2 separate regions of the Aedes aegypti genome follow, and region 1 is linked to region 2. A link is a contact called in public Hi-C data. All regions are on one chromosome and are shown on one strand. Each heading gives the region's core, a stretch centred on a gene start, on an enhancer-like site or on the middle of the called end of the contact. The rest is flanking DNA. Distances are from core to core; before and after follow the strand shown. Region 1 overlaps LOC5569849 (epidermal growth factor receptor substrate 15). Region 2 holds the start of LOC5569850 (zinc transporter ZIP9).

Region 1 (5,115 bases), core at 354-2,853, 51 kb after region 2:
TACCTGATGAACTCCTGCTGGAGAGAATTCATGCAAGGATCTCCGGACTGCTGCACCCTCGATCACAGACATATGTTTGTGCCACGAGGTAATCTTGGGGAATAGATGGTGAGAATTGTTAGATAATAAGGTGAATTCTAGACAAACATTAGAACGTTGAGCTGTTGAGCGTAATTCAACTTGCTCATGACCAAGCTGAGGGTCGTGGGTTCGAATCCCACCGGTCGAGGATCTTTTCGGGTTGGAAATTTTCTCGACTTCCCAGGGTATAGAGTATCTTCGTACCTGCCACACGATATACGAATGCGAATATGGTCATTGGCATAGTAAGCTCTCAGTTAATAACTGTGGAAGTGCTCATAAGAACACTAAGCTGAGAAGCAGGCTCTGTCCCAGTGGGGACGTAACGCCAGAAAGAAGAAGAAGATGATCATCAATACCACAATCAGAAAGAGCTAAGGCGGTCTGAAATGGGCACAAATCATCCGACATATCAACATGTGCCTTTTTATATAATATGATATATTATAAGACTTTGTTAATATCTCGAAGACGACAGGGAGGATAGGTCTACAAAATGAAGAGCGCCTACATTTGAGGGTAACTAGTGTCTGAACAAAACGCGTTTTTCGATAACAAAGATTGTTAGGTGGCTACCTACATGTTTTATTGAAGTAAACATAAATGTCCAACGATTGTTATTTGAAACCGGTTTCACGTGCATCGAAAACGTTCAATTTAATCTTAGTCATAAGCGCGAAAGCAAATCTGAACCCGATTTCTTTGCCAATTTATCCAGCCAATTGGACACTTCTAGCAGGAAATGTTATACTGCATAGTCATCACTACCCCTAGCTCTAATCCATTCGACCAGTTAGTGTTAGTTAAACTCACAAAACTATAAAACAGAAAGGAACAAATCTAACAGAAACACAATAGGAAACAGAAAATAAAACTAAACCAAAAACTAACCTGATCCCGGGCACTATCAATGGCACTATCTACCTCAACTTTCTACAGGACGACGGTGAGAGGAGTTTGTTTGCACCAGGTTTTAGGTTTCCCATTCGCATAATTTGATTTCCAAGATGCAATGTTTCCGATTCGGGTTTGGTTTTAGTAGCAACACAACACGCATCACAAATGCACCACCGCACGATGTGTTATTCGGAGCAAGAGCGAAACAATTTGGGTTGCAAGCCGAAATATGCATTTTGGTTTTCAATTCGAGATGGGCACCCCCGTTGATTGTTCACACGCACACACCGTTTTAGAAATAGGAGTTTGAAGGTAAAATTAAGATAAGTGAATAAATAATAACGTCCGATAGGTTGAGTTAGCGAATTGACAGATTCACTGACGAATGCTTCAGTAGTTCAACAAGCATTTTTCAGTGTTTTTTTTTGCTGAAAATGAAAATGTTCCACTTTCAAAGTTACACTGTAAAAACTAGCAGCATGCTATTAGAAATGTTAGTTACCAAGAAAAGTTAGTCATATTGTAAACATCTGGTCGTTAGTTTGAAAGCGATCGCCGTACGCATCTTGGGGTTATTGATTGGTTATCATTAGTAGCGAGTAGAAAACTAGCATTCCATTATCAGTTAGGCTCGATGTTGTGTAAAATTGATAAGTTACTAAGAGATAATGAATGAATTAGCACTCGAAAACGTTATCACTAAGGCGGAAATAATAAAGAAACCGATCGCTTTCCGATTGAAGGGAGCTCCCATGGGGAACAGTGACCACTTACCTGATTTTTGAGATCGTCGAGCCTTTTCTGTGCTTCGCCCTTTTGGTTCTCCAATTGCTTCAGTGTGGCAGTCAGGGTGTCCAGTTCGCTCTGTTTGGGGACAAAAAAGGAAAAATGAGATTGTTTAACCTACACGCAAAAAAATTGTGCGGTGAAAACTACCATTTTAGGGGGTTAACTTAAGCGCTCGCACCGGCAATTTTCAGTAGACCAGAAATGCGCTTGATTTTACCATGTCTGTAGTCGAAATCAGATTGTTGTAAATTATTTTTGTCAAATGTACCAGAAATGTGGTGGGATGTACCGTAATCATAGTAAATTGATCTGAAATTGCATGGTAGTTTCAAGAATGGGCGTATTCAGCTAAAATAGTAATTTTTACTACAGAATTTTTTCCCGTGTAGAAATCCTTTATAAGAGAGATTCGCGGAAGCTGACATTTCTGTCAAAGTGTGAGCCAATCGAGCAGCGAGAGCTGTCAAAGTGTGAGCCAAACGAACATGCGTTATGTTTGTTTTGAACTTTTCTTGAGGAGTAATGTAATCCGCTTGAAATTATTTCGGTAAAAGTAATTTTGCATAAATCAAAAAAATGAAATGTTTTACTTTTTTGAATTTTTGACAATGCGATTTTTAGTTTTTGATTTTTTTCGGCTGTTTATTAGTTTTGATATGTAGCACAAAGATCTATAACGAAACAAAATACACTTGATAGCAATGAGGAAGTCATGTCCGTGTTACAATATTATTCTCGACGCCGAGCAAAATCAGCACTGCTGGTCTGTTGCCAAATCATTCCATTTTACTTCCGCTTATCTCTCTATAAAGGATCACTAGTTTAACCTGTTGCTAAACGTGGCAAAATTGAAGAAGGGAGTTTCTTTGGATGAATGCGCTGATCCTTCTAAGGGTGGAATGAATAATGATGAAAATTGCATCAAAATAAGCAATTCAATGCTTTAGACAAATTTTCCGATCTTTAAATCGAAGCAGCTTCTAGGAACAGGTCTTTCGGGATATAGGCAGGTGATCTTGAATTCCGTTAAGGGAATCTACATTTCCTTCCAAATTGCAAAGAAAGGAGACCGCCGCGTTTTGCAGGAAGCTATTAAAGATCGCATACTACTTCTCAAACATTTTGTAGAAAAGAGGAACAAATTTTGCACTTTTGACGACAAAACTGAACGTTTATTCAAGGTAAACTTGAAATGTTTTTCATATAATGAAACCGATCAGGCAATCGTTACTAAGATAATTGGAAGGAATATTAAGGTAACCCAGGGCAAGTGAGAATCTGGGGTAAGTGGGGCGTTTCGTCATAGCTCACTTAGCAAAAGTTTTTCATGGGGGTATTCTTCTAGGAAGTTGAAAATATAATGACAAGGAATGTATTAGGTGCATAACATATTGTAATTTTTATTACCATGTAACAGTTGTCAATTCAGCGCCATTTTCAACTTGCATAATACATTTTGACACGTTTCACGTCTTGCATTGACCCGCAAAAAATAAATGTTTTATAAATTGAATTTCCATCAGTAAGTAACAACTTTAAGTATTATTACAAGCTGCTAATGATAAACCGGTATTATGTTTTCATTTCATATGAAATTTTCGATGATCTAACTTACCCCAAAATTTCTTTGTACCCGGGGTAAGTGGGACCTATCAAAACAAAAACCAGAATCAAAACTTTTCGTAGACGTTTTATATATTTTCCTAAAGAGTAACACTAAAACATTAAAACAAATGATTTTTATCAAAAAAGATCAATCTCAAATTACTTAATTGCATAAGAGGAAGAAGAAATGTGTAATTCTTCTATATATTTTTATTTGGTTTTTATTTTTGATATACGACTTCAAAATTGAACAAAAACAGAGATGAAATTTGAAATGCATCATGAGAACGATTATTTTTCTATTTTATTTGAACTTTATTTGTTATTTCTGCCAAATTTAGTAGTGACAGAAAACAATTCCACCCGATTAAACGGTTTTCTACTATGCACATAAATAATAACAAAACATATTTATAATTTGGGGCCCAGATAGCCGTAGCGGTAAACGCGCAGCTATTCAGCAATACCAAGCTGAGGGTCGTGGGTTCGAATCCCACCGGTCGAGGATCTTTTCGGGTTGGAAATTTTCTCGACTTCCCAGGGCATAGAGTATCTTCGTACCTGCCACACGATAAACGCATGCAAAAATGGTCATTGGCATAGTAAGCTCTCAGTTAATAACTGTGGAAGTGCTCATAAGAACACTAAGCTGAGAAGCAGGCTCTGTCCAGTAGGGACGTAACGCCAGAAAGAAGAAGATATTTATAATTTCGTCAATTATTGATTATTTATGTTCTAACTTTTAATTAACAACTTATAAATGATATATTTTGAACAGGTTTAATTCCTCTTTACGCTTTTATTGAGATATTTTCAGGTAATATCAAATGGGAGGTGACATACTATTATATAAACGTTTTCTTCATAAAGCGTTCCGTATTTTATGGTTGATCCCTTATGTACATCAAAAATGTACTCGAAATTAAAAATCTATGATTTTTCAATCCTATTATTGTAATGGTTGACTTACTGATGTGGATTGACGTATGAAACTGGATGTGTCCCACTTGCCCCGTTTAGCGAGGTAACTGCGTCAAATGGCTCATTCTAAAGCTTCCTACCAAGGATTTCACTATTTTGAATTTAGTCGATCAGTTTCATGCACACACCAACAAATATGTTGCCAAAATGTAATTGTGCTGTTAGATTTGAAAAATATTTACATATGAAAATTTTATTGTGCGATTCGTTTGAACTATCGTTTTTTTAGTTCCCACTTGCCCCGCGGTACCTTATTTAGTTCATTGTAACAAAAGTGAAATGAATAATATGAAAGTATTGTAAAAGGCAAAATTTAAGTTGTATGTCCATGTGACATTGGAACATTTTCGAAAGCTTGGAGATAATTTCTAGAACCACACTCAGTGTCACAGATGCCAGCAGTGGGACCATGGTTGAACACGTCTAATTGAAACTCTTCAAGATTTATTCGGAGGACAATGAGTTATTCTTATTCTTTGTGGGTACTTTGACAACCACAGAGTTGTGTTTGATCCTTTGATCGCGTCGATTGCTTCTGTGGGGGCGGGCGACAAACACTTGTTCGGCGCACAATGCGATTATCGAGTAATATCGCGAACCCGATTAGGCGTGAATATATCATGGATTACATCACCAACCATTAGTGACTCCCAGATTTTTACCTTAAATATCCCACAAACCCAATATTCTTTCCAGGACAACTGTGGAGATGCAGAGATATACTCGGTCTCTAGTAACAACGGTTGTCTAACTAAAATTTCT
Region 2 (5,546 bases), core at 1,758-4,257:
ATAATATTCACATAATTATTTAAAGCTTAATAGAATTTATTTGATTGTATTTACCAAGAAAATCTGAAATTTCATAGATTTTTTTCAATTTTGTCATATGAATCTTTTGAAGCTCAATCATCATTTTATAACCCAAGTCTATAAGTCAACAAAAAAAAGTTCAATAAAAATAATTGTATGCCATTTTTTTCAGCGCCTCTTTTCACCGACATGATTCTAAATGCTACGTCCACTAGCTAGGACCCCTCCCTCCCCCTCGTCACACATCGTCACAAATTCGAGAAGCCCCCCCTCCCCCTAAAAAGCTACGTCATTTATGGACGACCCCTTAGTACCATTTCGCCGTGTGTCGTTTCGCGGTCTATACCATTTCGCGGTGTGGTTTTTCCTACGAGTTGCACTGAAAATTGTTGGCATTATCACTTATAATATTTTCATCGGTGATTTACCCTTCTTTTGAACACAGGCAGCCCCTCAAACTGCTCTGTTAGGATAGATGAAACTTCTCGGTCCAAACCGCGAAACAGTACATCGCGAAATGGTACTGACCGCGAATTGACATGCCGCCAAATGGTACTAACTGGAAAATGTCGTACCGCGAAATGACAAACCGCGGAATGGTATACCGCGAAGTGGATTACCGCAAAATGTTATACAATCATATCATATTATAAAAGACAGTACAAAATTAAACATTTCAGTAACAACATCAGTTTTCTAATTATTATACATATATCAATAACACTTCTAAACTATCTCTAATACCGCTACAACCTACCTTACTAGATAACGCAATACCGTAGAGTGTCGTAATTCACATTTTGGAATATTTCTCAAAATTTGTATTATTATTATTATTAATGAAAATTTGAATTGGAATTTCGATGCATTACCATCATATACAAATAGCAGTATGGGCAAATTTCAAAATTTTTCTTAAATTTCGACAAATATCGGACTAATACGCGGATTTAGGCGATGCGCTGAATTACGGTACCTTACGGTATTACTAAGGTAATAATTACTACATTGTTAGTAAACCTAACATAAAAGTCTATTTTCAATTACCTGTGAGACGCAGAGACCACCCGCACCCACTCTTGCGCCTCGTGGTCTACTGAAAAAGATGTATATTGAACTAATAATACTATTAGAAATAGTGCTACTGATGAAGGTGATCGTTGGTTTCCCAGTCTTGTTAGTGATTTGAGTGTTAGTAGAGACTGGTAGTAGGCCCTGCCGCTCCCTCCAGCATTACGCGTAGTTATCTGGTGTTAGATCATGCGACAGTAACTAAACTCATGCGGAAGGTGTGATAAATCAAGTGTAAAATATATTAAAGCATTGAAGCAATGTCATTATATAACTTAAAACTATTAGACTAGCTTACATTTTATAAGTTATAATAACGATTAATTTTCGCGATCAATATGTTAGCATTAGAGTAATTTCACAATATCAACAATATGTATTCACTTGATAAATAACCGTCAATCCCATCACCCAAGGGCAGGGAAATAATGAAACTTCTCTAAAAAATGGTTGCCAAATATTACGATATTAATATGTTTACTTCGGACAGTCGATTAAAAGGAAGACGTTGATTGAAAAATTCCAATATAAGAGAACGCATGGAAAAATCGTGGAATGTCTAAGTAAAGCTAGTTCCAAATATTAAAAATGGGACAAAGGTGTATCCACATAAAAAAGTTTCTAAACACTTTATTGAAGGATTCCGTTTGATTTCTCCCGATGAGTTATCCGACGTCATATCCGATGTTCTTAACAAATAACGAGCGGTGTAGATTCTACAGAGTAGAAATGCAATTGCTGTCCCATGAACTAACATTTGAAATGTTGCAGTTAAAATGTTGTCGAATCATTCCAACAAACATAACTGAGCAGAAGAAAATTCAAACCCCAATATTTGTCTTACGTAATTAATGGACCGCCCCTAACAAAGTTTTTGTTTGGGATTCTTCAAACTTTGCGAAATCTATTACCCACTTGCTCCACGGTACCTTACTCATTAGTAATAGAAACGTCATGTAGAGTACATATAACCGATTTCCATTTGATGTTTCGTGTAAAATATGGTTCATGTGTTACAAGTCACCCCGTTTGACGGTATTCTGTTGTTTCAGCCTTTTATGATGATGTCCGGGTTTCAGCCTTTCGTGTTCAGCCCTGTGTTGTAACCCCCAAATCAATTCACGACTTACCTCCGACAGTGTCACAACCAGCGGGATGTTCCCTGCCAGGTAGGACCCCACCAGCATCACAATGACCAACAGCACCAACATCACGGTCTCGTCCATTTTGATCGGCCCAAGGTGGATTTCACTTTCTGCTGATTCGCCAATACCCTATAACCAGCCCCGGAATCGATCCAACTCGTCGTGTCGTTTCGATGTTTTCCTCAATGTTCCATTCGCAACCAGGTTCTGGCTGATCAGACTGCAGCTGCAAGCACTAAAAAAGGTAGCAACCTTCCACTCGGAACAACGGGAACGGATTGCGAATCTTGCTGAAATCAGCTTTTCTTTCGCAGGCAGCACCCGCGCGACGTGTCCAATGTTTTTACTACCTTCCTTCACTTATCGCACTTCTTTCGGGGGGTTTATTCTCCCGCACTCTCAAAGCGAGAAAACAAGTGCACTTCGTTCGTCGCTGTTTGCCCAACTAGCGGTTCATTTCTTAGGTCGATTTTTGATGGAACGTCTCGTCGACTGGGAAGTGCATCTGTGTGCGTGTGGATTCGCGTAGTAAATTCGGATGACAGTAGTAACTTACTTCATTGATAAAACTAACCGGTTGAATTGAAATTCTCTAGTTTGGTATTATAGTAGCGTTTAACTGAACAGTGATAATCCTAACCCAACATTGCAGGAAATTTTTAAAAAGTAACTTACCCCACAAAGTTTTCGATTTTTTTCAAAATCTTGGCCTTGATTTCAATTTGGGGGGTTTGTTTACAAAAACACTTCGCGGTCTCGGTGCCGTCGGGTTCGAATGAATGAATTTTACGCGACGTCAGCCATCATCGTGTCCGTCAGTGTTGCCATGTGTGCTGCATACTCACTCAGTGTTGCATCGTCAACGATGTCGCATCGCATCGTCGGGTGTAAATACAGATATGTTCCGTTTTTGTGAACACGTCAATTTTTGGGCTTGTTCATATATTTAAGGGTTAGTTCATATATTTCATAACGCTTAAATTGCCATTTTTGACACCCACCCACCCCCTCGTGACGCTTTTTGTATCGATACTCTACAATTTTTGTATGAGCCGTAACAACGTTAGGACACCCACCACCCCCTAAAGCGTTATGAAATTTGTGAATGAGCCCTAATAACGCTTAAATTGGCCATTTTGAACACCCACCCACTCCCTAAAGCGTTATGAAATTTGTGAATGGGTCCTTTAGCTGGATGAAATGGTTCCCCATTACAAAATCGGAATAATTTTCACACAAGATTGACAGTTACCGAAAAGCTAAACATTACATATAATTTGCAATTGGATTAGATGGACAAATTGATGTGAAGATTTGCGAAAAAGTTACAGTGAGAGTGAGAATCGAACTCACGACTCCCCGATCTCTAGTTGGGGCGCGTTACCACTACGCCATGAGAGGACTCTTGAACGCAGAAGTTAACCTGAATTCGATTTCAGCTCAATAATCACGTGGTCCTTTTTCACAAAGTGCACCTCTTTCGGAAGAATTAGATGCCCATCCAAACACAACGCTTTCTATATATATATATATATATATATATATATATATATATATATATATATATATATATATATATATATATATATATATATATATATATATATATATATATATTTATATATATCCAATGCCTAGCCCGAGAGCGCATTGTTTTTTAGGTATAGGAATAGCACACTACACTAGCCAGCAACTGCGCTGGCTGAGGTTTCTATTGTGTGGGCTACCAATGGGTCGCGACGTTCTCAAACGACCGGTTACGGAACATGAGTCCGTTGCTCGATAAATACTTGTTTTTAATTATGAATCGTGGTTTACGGCTATATATATACACCCCCAGACCATCACATTTCATCACATCACACCTCCATGCGTCAACGTTCCTTGGATGTAGCGCTCCTGAAGCTCGAGCTGTTTAACCGAAAGCGGCGGGCTCGTGTGTGGTGCAGAGCGCCACATCCAAGGAACGGTGAAGCATGGAGGAGGATATGTGATGGTCTGGGGGTGTTTTTCATGGAGTGGAGTAGGAAGCCTCATGAAAATCGACGGAATAATGACGGCAGATTCCTACATCAACATCTTGCGGGAAAATCTGGAGGTTTCGCTGATCCAGACGGGCCTTGAAGAGAAATTCATATTTCTCTAGAACAACGTCCCGAAGCATACTGCCAAGAAGACCAATTCTTTCTTCCGGTCTTGTCGGATTAAACCGCTGGAATGGCCTTCACAAAGCCCAGACCTCAACCCCATCGAGAATTTGTGGGCGATTCTCGATGCCAGGGTTGACAAAACTGGTGTTACCAACAAAAATAATTATTTTGAAGCCTTGGAGCGCGCCTGGGAAGAACTAGAACCACAACACCTACAAAACTTGGTGAAAAGCATGCCGAAGCGCCTCCAGCAAGTCCTTAAGGCCAAAGGAGGACACATTAACTATTAAATTGTTTTTTATTTTTCTTAAATCATCTTTTCTGGGACCAAGAAGGCTTTATTTTGTCATTTTTTTTTTCAATACAAATTGATTTTCTTTTTCTTTGAGTAAAATTCTTTTTTTTTATCAAAATTTCGTAAGTGTAACTTTAAAAGAATATCAAAAAAGATTTAAGTGTGTTAACTTTAATTTAAACCAAATCAATGAGAGAAATTCGAAAACTGGTGAGGTGGGCACTTTGTAACTACCGAAAAATTGTTTCGCAAAACTTCACATCAATTTGTGCATTTAATTTAATTGCAAAGTATACATATGTAATGTTTAGCTTTTCGGTAGTTGTTAAACCTCCACTCGGCTGGTTAGCCGTAAAGACCACGATTCATAGTTATAACAAGTATTTATCGAGCAACGGACTCATGTTCCGTAACCGGTCGTTTGAGAACGTCGCGACCCATTGGAAGCCCACACAATAGAAATCTCAGCCAGCACGTCGGTGGCTAGTGATGTGTGGTACTTTCACTACCTAAAAAATAATGCGCTCTCGGGCAAGGCATTGGATATACATAGAAAGCGTTGTGTTTGGATGGGCATCTAATTCTTCCGAAAGAGGTGCACTTTGCGATAAAGGACCACGTGATTATTGAGCTGAAATCGAACTCAGGTTAACTTCTGCGTCCATGAGTCCTCTCGTGGCGTAGGGGTAACGTGCCCTAACTAGAGATCAGGTAGTTGTGGGTTCGATTCTCACCGAGAAGACGTGTAACTTTTTCGCAAAACTTCACATCAATTTGTCCATTTAATTCAATTGCAAAGGATAAGTAATGTTTAGCTTTTCGGTAATCCATTATGTAGTATACATGCTGTTAACTTTTATTGCA

Evidence for each region. Hi-C and Micro-C count contacts between places; a contact is called where the count stands out from the background.
Region 1: a contact with region 2 is called in a Hi-C map of whole pupa, with 2.2 times the contacts expected there. The contact joins the enhancer-like site here to the promoter of LOC5569850 in region 2. A contact is called at or near these places in 2 of 2 Hi-C or Micro-C datasets (whole body and whole pupa).

Annotation. Positions count from the first base shown.
Region 1 is chr2:351,552,433-351,557,547 of AaegL5.0, forward strand. It overlaps LOC5569849 (epidermal growth factor receptor substrate 15), which reads right to left. Exons shown (of 12, transcript XM_021846279.1): 6 at 1,753-1,842; 7 at 973-1,014. Among protein-coding and RNA genes, the nearest start is that of LOC5569849, 33 kb to the right of the region's middle. Within about 2 kb of position 1,604, at least 1 of the 3 cell types and tissues checked has open chromatin away from gene starts, as enhancers often do.
Region 2 is chr2:351,499,652-351,505,197 of AaegL5.0, forward strand. LOC5569850 (zinc transporter ZIP9) reads right to left here and starts at 3,008. Exons shown (of 2, transcript XM_001658694.2): 1 at 2,223-3,008. The coding sequence starts at 2,318.